3 separate regions of the Mus musculus genome follow, and all the other regions are linked to region 1. A link is a contact called in public HiChIP or PLAC-seq and promoter capture Hi-C data. All regions are on one chromosome and are shown on one strand. Each heading gives the region's core, a stretch centred on a gene start, on an enhancer-like site or on the middle of the called end of the contact. The rest is flanking DNA. Distances are from core to core; before and after follow the strand shown. Region 1 holds the start of Trmt11 (tRNA methyltransferase 11). Region 2 overlaps Ncoa7 (nuclear receptor coactivator 7). Region 3 overlaps Ncoa7 (nuclear receptor coactivator 7).

What was found. Promoter capture Hi-C pulls out the DNA fragments that hold promoters and counts their contacts. HiChIP or PLAC-seq counts read pairs in DNA pulled down with a chosen protein or histone mark.
Region 2: a contact with region 1 is called in a promoter capture Hi-C map of fetal liver, with 3 times the contacts expected there. The contact joins the enhancer-like site here to the promoter of Trmt11 in region 1. A contact is called at or near these places in 3 of 39 promoter capture datasets (the C10 cell line, the HPC-7 cell line, HPC-7-derived erythroid cells and 1 more), 3 of 115 datasets of contacts at active chromatin or transcription factors (bone marrow-derived macrophages, embryonic stem cells and neural tube) and 3 of 9 other capture datasets (adipose tissue, liver and pancreatic islet).
Region 3: a contact with region 1 is called in an H3K27ac HiChIP or PLAC-seq map of bone marrow-derived dendritic cells, with 5 times the contacts expected there. The contact joins the enhancer-like site here to the promoter of Trmt11 in region 1. A contact is called at or near these places in 2 of 39 promoter capture datasets (the C10 cell line and hematopoietic stem and progenitor cells), 2 of 115 datasets of contacts at active chromatin or transcription factors (bone marrow-derived dendritic cells and forebrain) and 2 of 9 other capture datasets (adipose tissue and liver).

The regions. Positions count from the first base shown.
Region 1 is chr10:30,598,817-30,602,504 of GRCm38.p6, forward strand. Trmt11 (tRNA methyltransferase 11) reads right to left here and starts at 1,884. Exons shown (of 13, transcript NM_028604.3): 1 at 1,774-1,884. The coding sequence starts at 1,845.
Region 2 is chr10:30,753,440-30,756,981 of GRCm38.p6, forward strand. The region is part of intron 2 of Ncoa7 (nuclear receptor coactivator 7); the gene reads right to left. Among named protein-coding and RNA genes, the nearest start is that of Ncoa7, 48 kb to the right of the region's middle. Within about 2 kb of position 1,817, at least 62 of the 459 cell types and tissues checked have an H3K27ac peak or open chromatin away from gene starts, as enhancers often do. A contact at or near this core is called in the HPC-7 cell line, adipose tissue, bone marrow-derived macrophages and 1 more, where this site is marked.
Region 3 is chr10:30,786,613-30,789,992 of GRCm38.p6, forward strand. All of the region lies in intron 1 of Ncoa7 (nuclear receptor coactivator 7), which reads right to left. Among named protein-coding and RNA genes, the nearest start is that of Ncoa7, 15 kb to the right of the region's middle. Within about 2 kb of position 1,314, at least 26 of the 459 cell types and tissues checked have an H3K27ac peak or open chromatin away from gene starts, as enhancers often do. A contact at or near this core is called in bone marrow-derived dendritic cells, where this site is marked.

The DNA of each region.
Region 1 (3,688 bases), core at 634-3,133:
TCACACTGACCAATTGCTTAAATAAGATATAGCAAGTGAACTCTATCCCTCCACATTGGCCCTATGAGGAAGTAACTAAGAAGATAAGTGTCCCCGATGCTGGTTGCCAACACTCTCCTTCCCTCCCTTCCAGAAGGTCTTTACACCATGACCATGGCCATCAGGAGGGAGTGATACCATCACTTCCTACTCCAAATCACAAACAATGGGAGATGTGAGCAACAAATGCCACCTCTAGTTCTCTTTGGGTATGTATGCATCAAGTTGTTTCTTGTACTAGAAGGTGTTTGGTTTTAGCAAGAATTGGGGGTGAATGGTGAAAATAAATTGCATGGATATCCCAGAATGAAAAGATGTGTAAGAGGTGGGGACAGAACCTCCATCTTAGCCACAAAACACATACACTCACTCCTACTCATCCCCGTAAGGAGGAGGAAACCTCTGTCCTTATGTCTGACATGTTGCATGTCTCCTGCCAGTTTTCCTTTAATGTCCAAGCTTCCAAGCATCTGTACTTGGCCTAGCACTTTTTTTTTAAAACCTGTGGGTACACTCACAAAAGTAAGGGAGGCCTTGTGCCAACGGAGGCCAGAAGTGTAGGCACCCCTGGAGCTGGGGTTACCAATGGCTGTAGGCAGTATCCTGACACAGCTGCTGGGCGCCAAATTCAGGTCCTCTGGAAGAGCAGTGTTCGTAACCAGTGAGCCAACTCTCCAGTTCCAGTGTCTCACCACTCTTTAAACATGAAGTTGAAGAAATCTCATCCTTTCCAGGTTTTCTTACGCAGAAAAATGAAATGCTTATCACAATCTAGATTTGTTCTCACCTCCTACATTGCCACTCTATCCTGTTCTCTTACTGCTGACACTAGATTAGTTTCTTAATCATTTAATATTCCAACAGATTCTTATTAACTCCAGTCTTATTGCTCTCGAGTCCTTCCTTCATTTTACTTTCTATTAAAAAACAATCTAATTCTGCCTCTTTACTTTTAAACTGTTTAATTCCTCTTCCAAGCTATAGTGTCCTCAAGTCTGTTTTCTCTGGTCCATCAGCCTACTTCTCTCTCTTTACCACTCTGCTACGTAGCTGGTGACGAGCAACGAACAACAGTTTATACTTCTAATGGACTTATTTCCTTGGCCCCGGTAACTAATACTGTAGCTCATATGTCACCCCCACCTTGAAAGGCAACATCCTTCATTCATCAATGGACAAAGATTCCCTTTTTAAAAGGCCCCCATACTTTAAAGGTTCCCACTAAGAACCCTCCATCATTGCACTTCACAAAGTTATGGCTATGCTCTCGCGTCCGCTAGTCCTGAGCCTAAGTAAACATTACGCTCTTTAAGGGCAGAGCTGTCAGTCAGCGCATCCTTGCCGTTCGGTGCACGCGACTTCAGGCGCTGTAGAAAATGTCACTTGAGTAAATAAAAAAGCTTCCCCCTCCCCAACTTTATTAAGTTCCACCCCAAGCCTTCCATCATGCCTGAACCTATATCGACACTCCTCACACTCCACCGAGAGCCCCCATGGATGTCTCCATTCTGCGTCGGGTCAGGTTCACCTGCTTAACTGCGGCGCCAGGAGCACGTGCAGAGGGGTGAATGGCAAGGCTCCGTCCTGGAGAAAGGCTGCCGGGGACATGGTCCGCCCAGCGGCCTCATCCCCGCCCCAATCCAGGCGCGCGCCGCTGCCCGCAGAGACCCCCCCCCCCCCCAGCCGGCGCGTGAGGAGTGCGAGCCTCTGCGCCCAGCACCCAGGACGGCTCACCGGTAAGCGGAACTCCAGATGCTCCTGTGCCATGAGCAAGAGATAGCGATTCAAGGAGCCCGGCAGCGCCATTGCAGCTACTACCGTGCGCCTGCGCGGCCTCCACGGGCCCGCCCCCTCCTCCTCCTCCCTAGAGCCAAGTTTCCGCCGAGCCTCATCCCGGAGCCGGAAACGGAAGCACGACAAGGAACACTGGCGGGTGGCACTTTCTAGGAAGGGGCGCTAAGGGCAAGAGTGAGATCCTGGTGTTCCCACCGTCTGTGGCTACCCTAGCACGCTCCCCTTGTGAGATGCATTGTTTTAAGAGGCAGGCTGCAGTGATCCCGCGCAGTTCCCCAGGGATACTCCACTTGGAGTGTTCTTCTGACTCCTCCCTCTGTTCTTCAGCTCAAAACTGGACCAAAACTTCACTGTTAAGTGTAGACTCTTAATCGTTCGAGATTCAGCCTCACCTGCTTGAACACTGAGTGTACTTTTAGTGATTTTGCAAAAATTTTTCAAGAGCTGTCAAGGACCCATCTCGGGTTGCTCTGTATGGAAACAAACAAACAAACAAAAGCCTTCCTCAGACTTGCACTCCGTAATTATGCTATGTTGTTCCAGGCACACAGTAAATCCACAGCCAGTGGTAGATTAAAAACATTGGTGAAAGTTACCCTAATTACTCAGATGGGCCTAATACCATAACAGTTTGCAAGAGACATGGCTACCTATACATAAGCTCGACAAGTATCATTTCTGCTCAAAGTACTGAACCCTTTGTACTGCTGAGGCCTGTATTTTTGGGTTTTGTGTTCCACCTTGGTAATGCACAGCATATACAAGTATCCTGTGCCAGAAATATAGTTGATGCTTATTGGTAGTGATCAAGACAGCCAGCACACAGACAGTGGTGACCCTTGTTACCCAAACCTCAGTTCCATTTATTATCCCTATGCTCTCAGCGAATTTTGTAACATCTGTGAGCTTCAATATTCTTTTAAGAACTGGAGTATTGCATCCTACAGATAATAGCTATAAGTACTAGGTGTTACAATATTCAAACTTCAACGTATACTCTATTGCATGGGACCAATAAATAGCATTGGGAAATGTTTTTTGTTGTTTTAAATGAGAATTTCTGCTTTTTTTTTTTAAAGAGAGATTTGCCTTTGTTAGTGTTGTTAAAAATCCTTTCACTGAGGACAATGTAAGCAACAGCAACCATGTCTACCAAAATCCCAAGAACAAAACAAGGCACATTATCACCAAAGTTCACTCCAATGAGCAATGAGTTTATTGGGTTTCCTTCTAGAGAATCGATGAGGACTCACTCACCTGGCTATGGGCACTCCTACCCTAACAGGATACACCTGAAAAGCTTTACCCAGCAGTGAGATGGGCCAAGGAGATGGATAGACGTTGACTTCCCAGCATTCCCACTCTCTAGTGTAGTACCTACAAACCAGCTACAAGGACTTTCTGTTGGATCTATCTGCCTTTCTGGGTTCTGACTCTGAAGGAAGTACTACTATAATCACAAGAGCCAAATCCTTAACACTATCGAGCCCCTCTCCTTGAACCCCGCCCTCCTCCCCCCCCCCCCCCCCCGTCAAAATAAAAATCATTCTGATAATTAAAAGGTAAGTTATTTTAGTTGTTAGAATAATACTCAAAAATGTAAGAACACTTTTACAAACGACTACATAAATGAAAATTCAGTAAAATATTAAGTTAATTTTTGTTTAAACTAGTTTTCATATATTCCAGACTGACCTAAAACTGTCAAGCTCTTCACCCCTCCCCCTCCTGAGAGTTGAAATTATAGGCCTATGCACAACACCTAGTTTAGGATTTCTCTTCATTTGCATTTATGAAACTTGACTAGAAAACTAACACAGATATGCAGTTATTGCTGGACTTTATAACTGACCAT
Region 2 (3,542 bases), core at 567-3,066, 150 kb after region 1:
TCAGGTTTATCCTTTATATGCATGAGTCTTTTGCTTGCATGTATGAATGTGTACCATGTGCAAGTCTCATATCAGAAGAGAGTACTGGATGCTCTGAAACTGGAATTGCATTTGATTATAAGCAGTCAAGCTGACACTGAGAACGGAACTGAATCTTCTGCTAGAGCAGTGAGAGCAACAAGTGCTCGTAACCTCTGCGCTATCTCTGTAACTCCCCCTGCCCCCTCCATTACACCTACATCTAGAAAGAAAAAGTATCCAAGTTATATATATCTGCTGTTGTGGTTTTCAAATTTTCAATTCTCAGCCAGGGGTGGTGGCACACACCCTTAGTTCCAGCACTTGGGAGGAATAGGTAGGTGATCTGTGAGTTCAGGGCTATCTTGGTGTACATAGTGAGTTCCAGGTCAGCCAGGGCTATGTAGAGCGATCCTGTCTCAAAACAAGCAAACAAACAAAAATTAAATTCTCCTGTTATCTATTTTAAATTGTTGGGTCAACAGAGTTAAAGGAAATATTTGCCCTTAAAAGACAGACAGACAGACAAACAGAAAGAAAAAAGAAGAAAAAGGAAGAAAGAAAGAAAGAAAGAAAGAAAGAAAGAAAGAAAGAAAGAGAGAAAGAAAGAGAAAGAAAGAAAGAAAGGAAGGAAGGAAGGAAGGAAGGAAGGAAGGAAGGAAGGAAGGAGAGAGAAAATGGAGCCATTAAAATGGAGATTGTTTTCACCAGGGACCCCAGCAGCATCTGTTCAATTGCTTTCTGGAAACAATAATTCCATCAGCAGTCTGTTTCTCCGGCTGACGAAATTACCCTGAAACATCCCAGTACATCTGCCTCATATCACACGTTATGTAACATCTAAAACAAACCCCCTGTAGCTATAAAGTATAAAGTATATGTTCTGTGTGGTTGTCACAATCAACCCAGGCAGTCTCACATGTGCAGAAAATGAGGGGAATGAGAGCTGAGGTAAGTCATCCACAGCTGCTACTGGATGTAAAAGACTTCCTGTGTTCCAAAGGGGATCTATTTTGGTTCATTTCTGTCGCATACTATAGATGTATTCTATATGATTAAATGTATTTAAGTATCTTGTCAAATTATGTTTGCAAAAGCTAGAGTAATGATTCGTGGACATAATGTTTTTCTTTAGTTTAGAAAATATTTAAGACACAAATAAATCGTTTTTCAGTACCTCATAAATTCAAATGGTTACAACTTGTCCATCTACCTTACCAAGTGTTCTAATAAATAAAACTCTTAGAGACATTTGAAGTTTTTATTTATATAATCCATATGCATCTGAGGGCTTTGCATATCTAAACAACCTAGGTCACCATTCTCTGTACCTAAACACTTCCTATCTCATTGTACAGCCATTAAGCCATATTCCCCATCTCCCTAACTCCAAATCATCTATGACTTTTCTGCAAATAAAATCAGTTACATATGCAAGTAATAGAATTTATTGAGCAAAGACCCTTCCCTTCCCCTCAGCAGACACTAGATGCTGCCTTGCTTCAGAACAAACATAAAAGTTCCTCATTCAACTCACCCTCACCCCACCCCACCCCAAAACACTGAGATGGGTGCTTCCTGTTGCTGCCATCTTCAAATTTGCAAATCATGGACCAATCTGTCTCCTTAAACTTGGCCTGCTACATATTCCAGTTTAGTTTTGATTTAGGTGTGAGACGGAAAAAGTGAAAGCAGGCAGCCAGTGCTGCTGTGTGCTCAACAAGAGTGCACCACCAAGGACAGGGAGAGACCAGAGAACACCACACTAAATGAATTCTGCCAGACATTTCTTATCTGTGGCTCACACTCTTTATCTATCCATAAAGTCATGCACAAACAAAGGACAAAAATGGAGAAGTGAAACTGTGCGGGAGAGGCAGTTAACGGGAGGGGAAGGGCAAAGAAAAGAGGAGAGAATGTAATCAAAGAGTACTATTACTGACATGAAGATGTCTGATGGAACATTATATAATAGAAATGTAAAATACGGATAAGGCCCCTCAATGTGAGCCATGATCATCTTGTTCATGTAATCTCTATACTGAACTATAAACAAAGGAAAAGTGCCCCACAGCTAAAGACTGTCAGCACTTTCATGTCAGACGCAACTAAGCTGGAAGATCCTACACTGAATACACAGACAAAATAAACAAAAAGCGAATTGCTGTCAAACCACACAAAGACAAGGTCAGAAGACTCTGTTGTTGCTGTGTCAGGCAATTCTTTCAAAACCATAGCATCTCTAGTTTGTTCCAAAGTTCTTAAGTAAACCTTTAAATGAAAAAAAAAATCACAATATACAAATCTAGTACTTAAATACATTTAATTGTTTTATCATTTAATTAGTGATTCTTACTAATCCTTGTACTTTGAACTTAAAAGGTTCTATAAAATGCAAATCAACATGGATTCATAGTAGTCAAGTGTGGTAGAGAGGTCATATAAAAGGACTGAGAGACTTGCATCCAGAGCCAATCAGTTATGTGACCTTGAGCTAGTAGCATACCACATCTAAGGTGTAACACCTTTGTCAATAAGGATGATAACAGAAACTACTTCGTTGTGTTATTATGAGGCTATACAGAATGCAAATCAGTCTCTGTCAAATAGTAAATAATCTACAAACTATTATTTATAGCAAACAACTCACTCACAACTGATGAGTATGGCACATGGGGCTAGACTTTTGTAAGGAACCAAGCAACTTGAAAAGAACTAACTAAATAATACTTTACAAACAAGGCAGAGAAAAGAACAGCATTCCTGGATATACTCCAAGAATGACTGTGTCAAGGGTCCCAAGAGAGGTTTAGAATGGTCCTTTAGGCCCATAACACCCTCAAGATCCACTAAGAAGAAGAAAGAAACTGGAACAGCCTCAAGAGGTAAGGCCCCAACTCAGGATGAGTTTCAGAGTGATATACACATCACAGGCTATAACAAGAGCATGCTGAAGAATATAATATAGTAAGGTTTTGAAAAGGGAGCAAAGTTTAAGAAACAGAAATCAGGGGAAGAGATCAAAACAGTGGGGATAAGAGGGAGCCAACTGATGCTAAATCACAACTAGGACACAAGTGGGAGTTGTCTGGACCACATCAGCCAGGATGCTGGACCACAGTCAGCACTTAGGACATGAGGATGGTGGAAAGACCGATGCTTACACAAAGCTGAGGCAGAAGGATGGTAAGTTTGAGGCTAGTGTGGATTGTATGGAGGGAGTTTGAAGAAAAAAAAAAGAGGGGAAAAGAGATTTTTGCTAAAATCATCAGTGGTTGAGTTTCATGTGGGAGCTATGACGTTCCTCAGCTGAAGCACAAAGCTCCGGTCCACACCCCAATTTTACTTTAGTGAAACTCACTGTGTCGGCAATAGTGAAAAGTGGCAGATGTGTACGTGTCTTCCATGATATTTGCCGCTTGCAACAAAAGTACTCTAGACTGTGCTGCTTAAACTATTCCTTCATATGACTGACTAAAGTCTAGGTGCTGATCAATTTGACTCCTGCAGAGGGCCCTCTTCCT
Region 3 (3,380 bases), core at 64-2,563, 190 kb after region 1:
ACCCAAACCCCAGTTTGTCTTCAGTAACATCCTGACCCACATATGGAGTTTCATCAGAAAGACCACAAATCACACAAAATGTAACTGTGTTTATATAGATCTCCAGCCATCCCTGAGAAACTAGTAGTCACAAAGAGAAGTAGCCAAATGACAAAACACCCAAGGATCATTCTTTTCTTCCAGTTGTCCCACACCCAATTTACATGGCTTTTGAATATTCACTGAGAGGACATCAGTTAACACCTTATGTAGTCTTGAGACATTTGTCCAAAGACTTATATATTCTTCGGTGTTCTGACTTGAATAGAATCACCATAAAACCACAGCCTTAACTCACAATCTTCAGTCCATCATACAGGGGCTTTATTTGGAAGGTAGGTCACCAAAACCACAACTAGTTAAGATTTGGTCACTCTTCAGTGTGTGGAGCCCTGACCAATACAATGGCTTCTTTATAAATGACTATGCATTAAAACACAGGAAGAAGATGCTAGGTAAAGACAGGGCCTGAGCTTAGAGTGATACTACTACAAGCTAAGGAAGGGCAAGTGACCAGAAGTAGAAGCAGCAAAGAGGAATTTCTCTACAGGTGTCAGAGGGGATGCGTCCTTGCTGATGGGCAGATTGGAGGAAATGTGCTTTCAGAACTGTAAGTAAATACATTTTTCTGTTTTGTAAATATTGTATTTTATGTATACTAAGTACTTTGCCTACATGTATGCATGTGTACCATGTTCTCTGTGTTCTTAAAGGCCAGAAGAGGCTGTCAGAGCTCCGAGATCTTCAGTTATAGGTTTGAGCCTCCATCTGGGTATTGGGATTTGACTTGGGTTCTCTGCAAGAGCAACAAGCACTCTTAACCACTGAGTCATCTCTCCAGCCCCTATGTTTGTTGTTTTAAGCCACCCTATTTATAGTACATTGTCATTACAAACCTAACATGAAAATATGCTGATTTTAAATTACTTCTCTATATTATCACTGTTTCAAAGGCATGCTGTCGCAAAACTTTACTTTCCCATCAGGACTACTATGCTGTTGTCTCTCATCATTTAAAGGAATTATAAGAATGCCATTTAGGGAACTGGCAAATACTATACTGAGTAACAACAAACATTCATCCAGTTAACACCAGTAATCGGGAGATAAGAGCATGAAAACTCACATGCTTATCAAGAAACTATTTCGAGATAAGAGTTTAATGTAGCCGTAGAATATGTGACTCTGTATTATGCCCTACACATCATACTTTAACAATTTTCAATGAACAAAATCACACTGCCAGTTTCCTAGTGCATCCTTGCATGACATGGCATTTTCTACTTCCTTCTTCTATACACTTTTTAACCAGACTGTGAATCCCAAAATGGCATAGACTGTTTCCAATGCTGTGCAGTAAAAGACAGGTTTACACAATGGGGTAGTATGCCCCCATTGGTTCACATATTTGAAGGCTTGGTCCCACTTGATCAAACTGTCTGGGAAGGATTAGGGGTGGGGCCCCAGTGGAGGAGGTGTGTCACTGGGGTGGGCTTTGAGGTTTCAAAAGTAAATGTAATTCCTACTTATCTCTCTGCCTCATGCCTGTGGATCAGGTTGCAAGCTCTCAGCTACTGCTCTAGCACCATGCCTGCTGCTGTGCTACCCACCATGATGATAATAAGCACCAATAAACTCTTTTATAAGTTGTTTGTCTCTTCACTGCAATGGAAAAGTAAGACACACAGGAACATGCACCACAACTCCTAGCTGGGACTGGACATGGAATTTAATTTTTTTTTAAATTACCTAGTGGTGTGTGTGTGTGTGTGTGTGTGTGTGTGTGTGTGTGTGTGTGTGAGGGGGTATGTATAAGTGAGACAGGCACCTGAGGCCAGTATACAGTGTTGGATCACTTGGAACTGTAGTTAGAAGTGTTCATGAGAAGCCTGACTTGGCTGCTAGGAACCCTACATAGGTTATCTGTAAGAACAGCAAGCACTCTTAACCACTGAGCCATCTCTCCAGCCTCAAATAGATTTTAACTTATTGTTAAACAACAGAAACCAACCGTAGGTAATAGAACAGTAGTGACTGTCACTATTCAGATCTGTACTTAAGCATATTCCACATCAGCAGAAGTATCTGAGTTTAAAATCCTATTTTTCAGCACATGGCAGTGACAACAAAACCCATGTCTTGTTCATTATATACCCCTTATGTGATATATAAAACAGAAATCAAAGATGATATAGCCATTCTAAATTTCTCTTCTTACAGCTGGTAAGGTGTGTGAGTCCTATTTTAGAACCGCTGGTTGAGACTATAAGAGCAGTTAAATAAAACACTTTCTGGGGTTTTCATCCTTTCCAGAAAATGTGAGAACTACTAACTTCTAATAAATGTATAAACTTTAAATACATCCTCTGATAAGTGTGTTAAACTATCTATATCAAACAAGCAATGTTTTATGGATAACAGCTAGGATTTGTTAGTAATTACTACACCCCTATTGTAAGTACACTGCCAACTATACCATCCTCTGCAACTGAACAGTTCAGATTTTAGATCTGGGGAAGGAAAATCTAGATAAGATTTTCAAGCCAATAACCTAATACTAAGAGAACCAAAAGACATAATATTCTAATCTTGAAAATAAGAAGCATGTACAAAGTGGATGAACAAACCCACAACTCATCAATCACTCCTGAGAACATCAGCCACAGAGCAGAGTACCATCCTATGTTCTTGTGCTCTATGTGTATTTGAGTAACACTGTGCTAAAAACAAACTTGAAGGCTATAAGGTAATGTAGGGTGCAATCCCTGAGAGCTTCAGTAAGAAAAAGCAGGCAATAATGCATTCCAGCATTCAGAATGGGTACCCTTAGAATGGGTAGCCGAGCACAAAAAACTTTCCACTTGTTTTATTTTTCCAGAGAGGTTAGGCATTGAGCTCATGGGTAGAACATTTGAAGCTTTGTGCTCCAACTCCAGAACAGCAACATAGACAGAGACAGACAGACACATGCATATGGGTGCACGTGAGTGCGCGCACGTGCACACACACACACACACACACACACACACACACACACACAAGCACAACCTTGGGACCGGTCTGTACACAAAAAAGCAAGTTAGGTACAAGAAAAACCCAACAGATTGTGTGTGGGTGAAGATCCTGAGGAAGTGAAATTACAGTAGCTTTGAAAAGAAGAGGAAACTAAAACATGTCCAACAAAATCTGTAAAGATGAGAGGCAAGAATATAGAAATTCTATGATATATGGTATTTAATAAAATATCATTGCAAAACATGAACAAGTGAAATGTGGGAAAAATATAAATCACTCATGCTCTCATCATATTGAAAAAACCAATTTAATATTTTGTCCTGTTT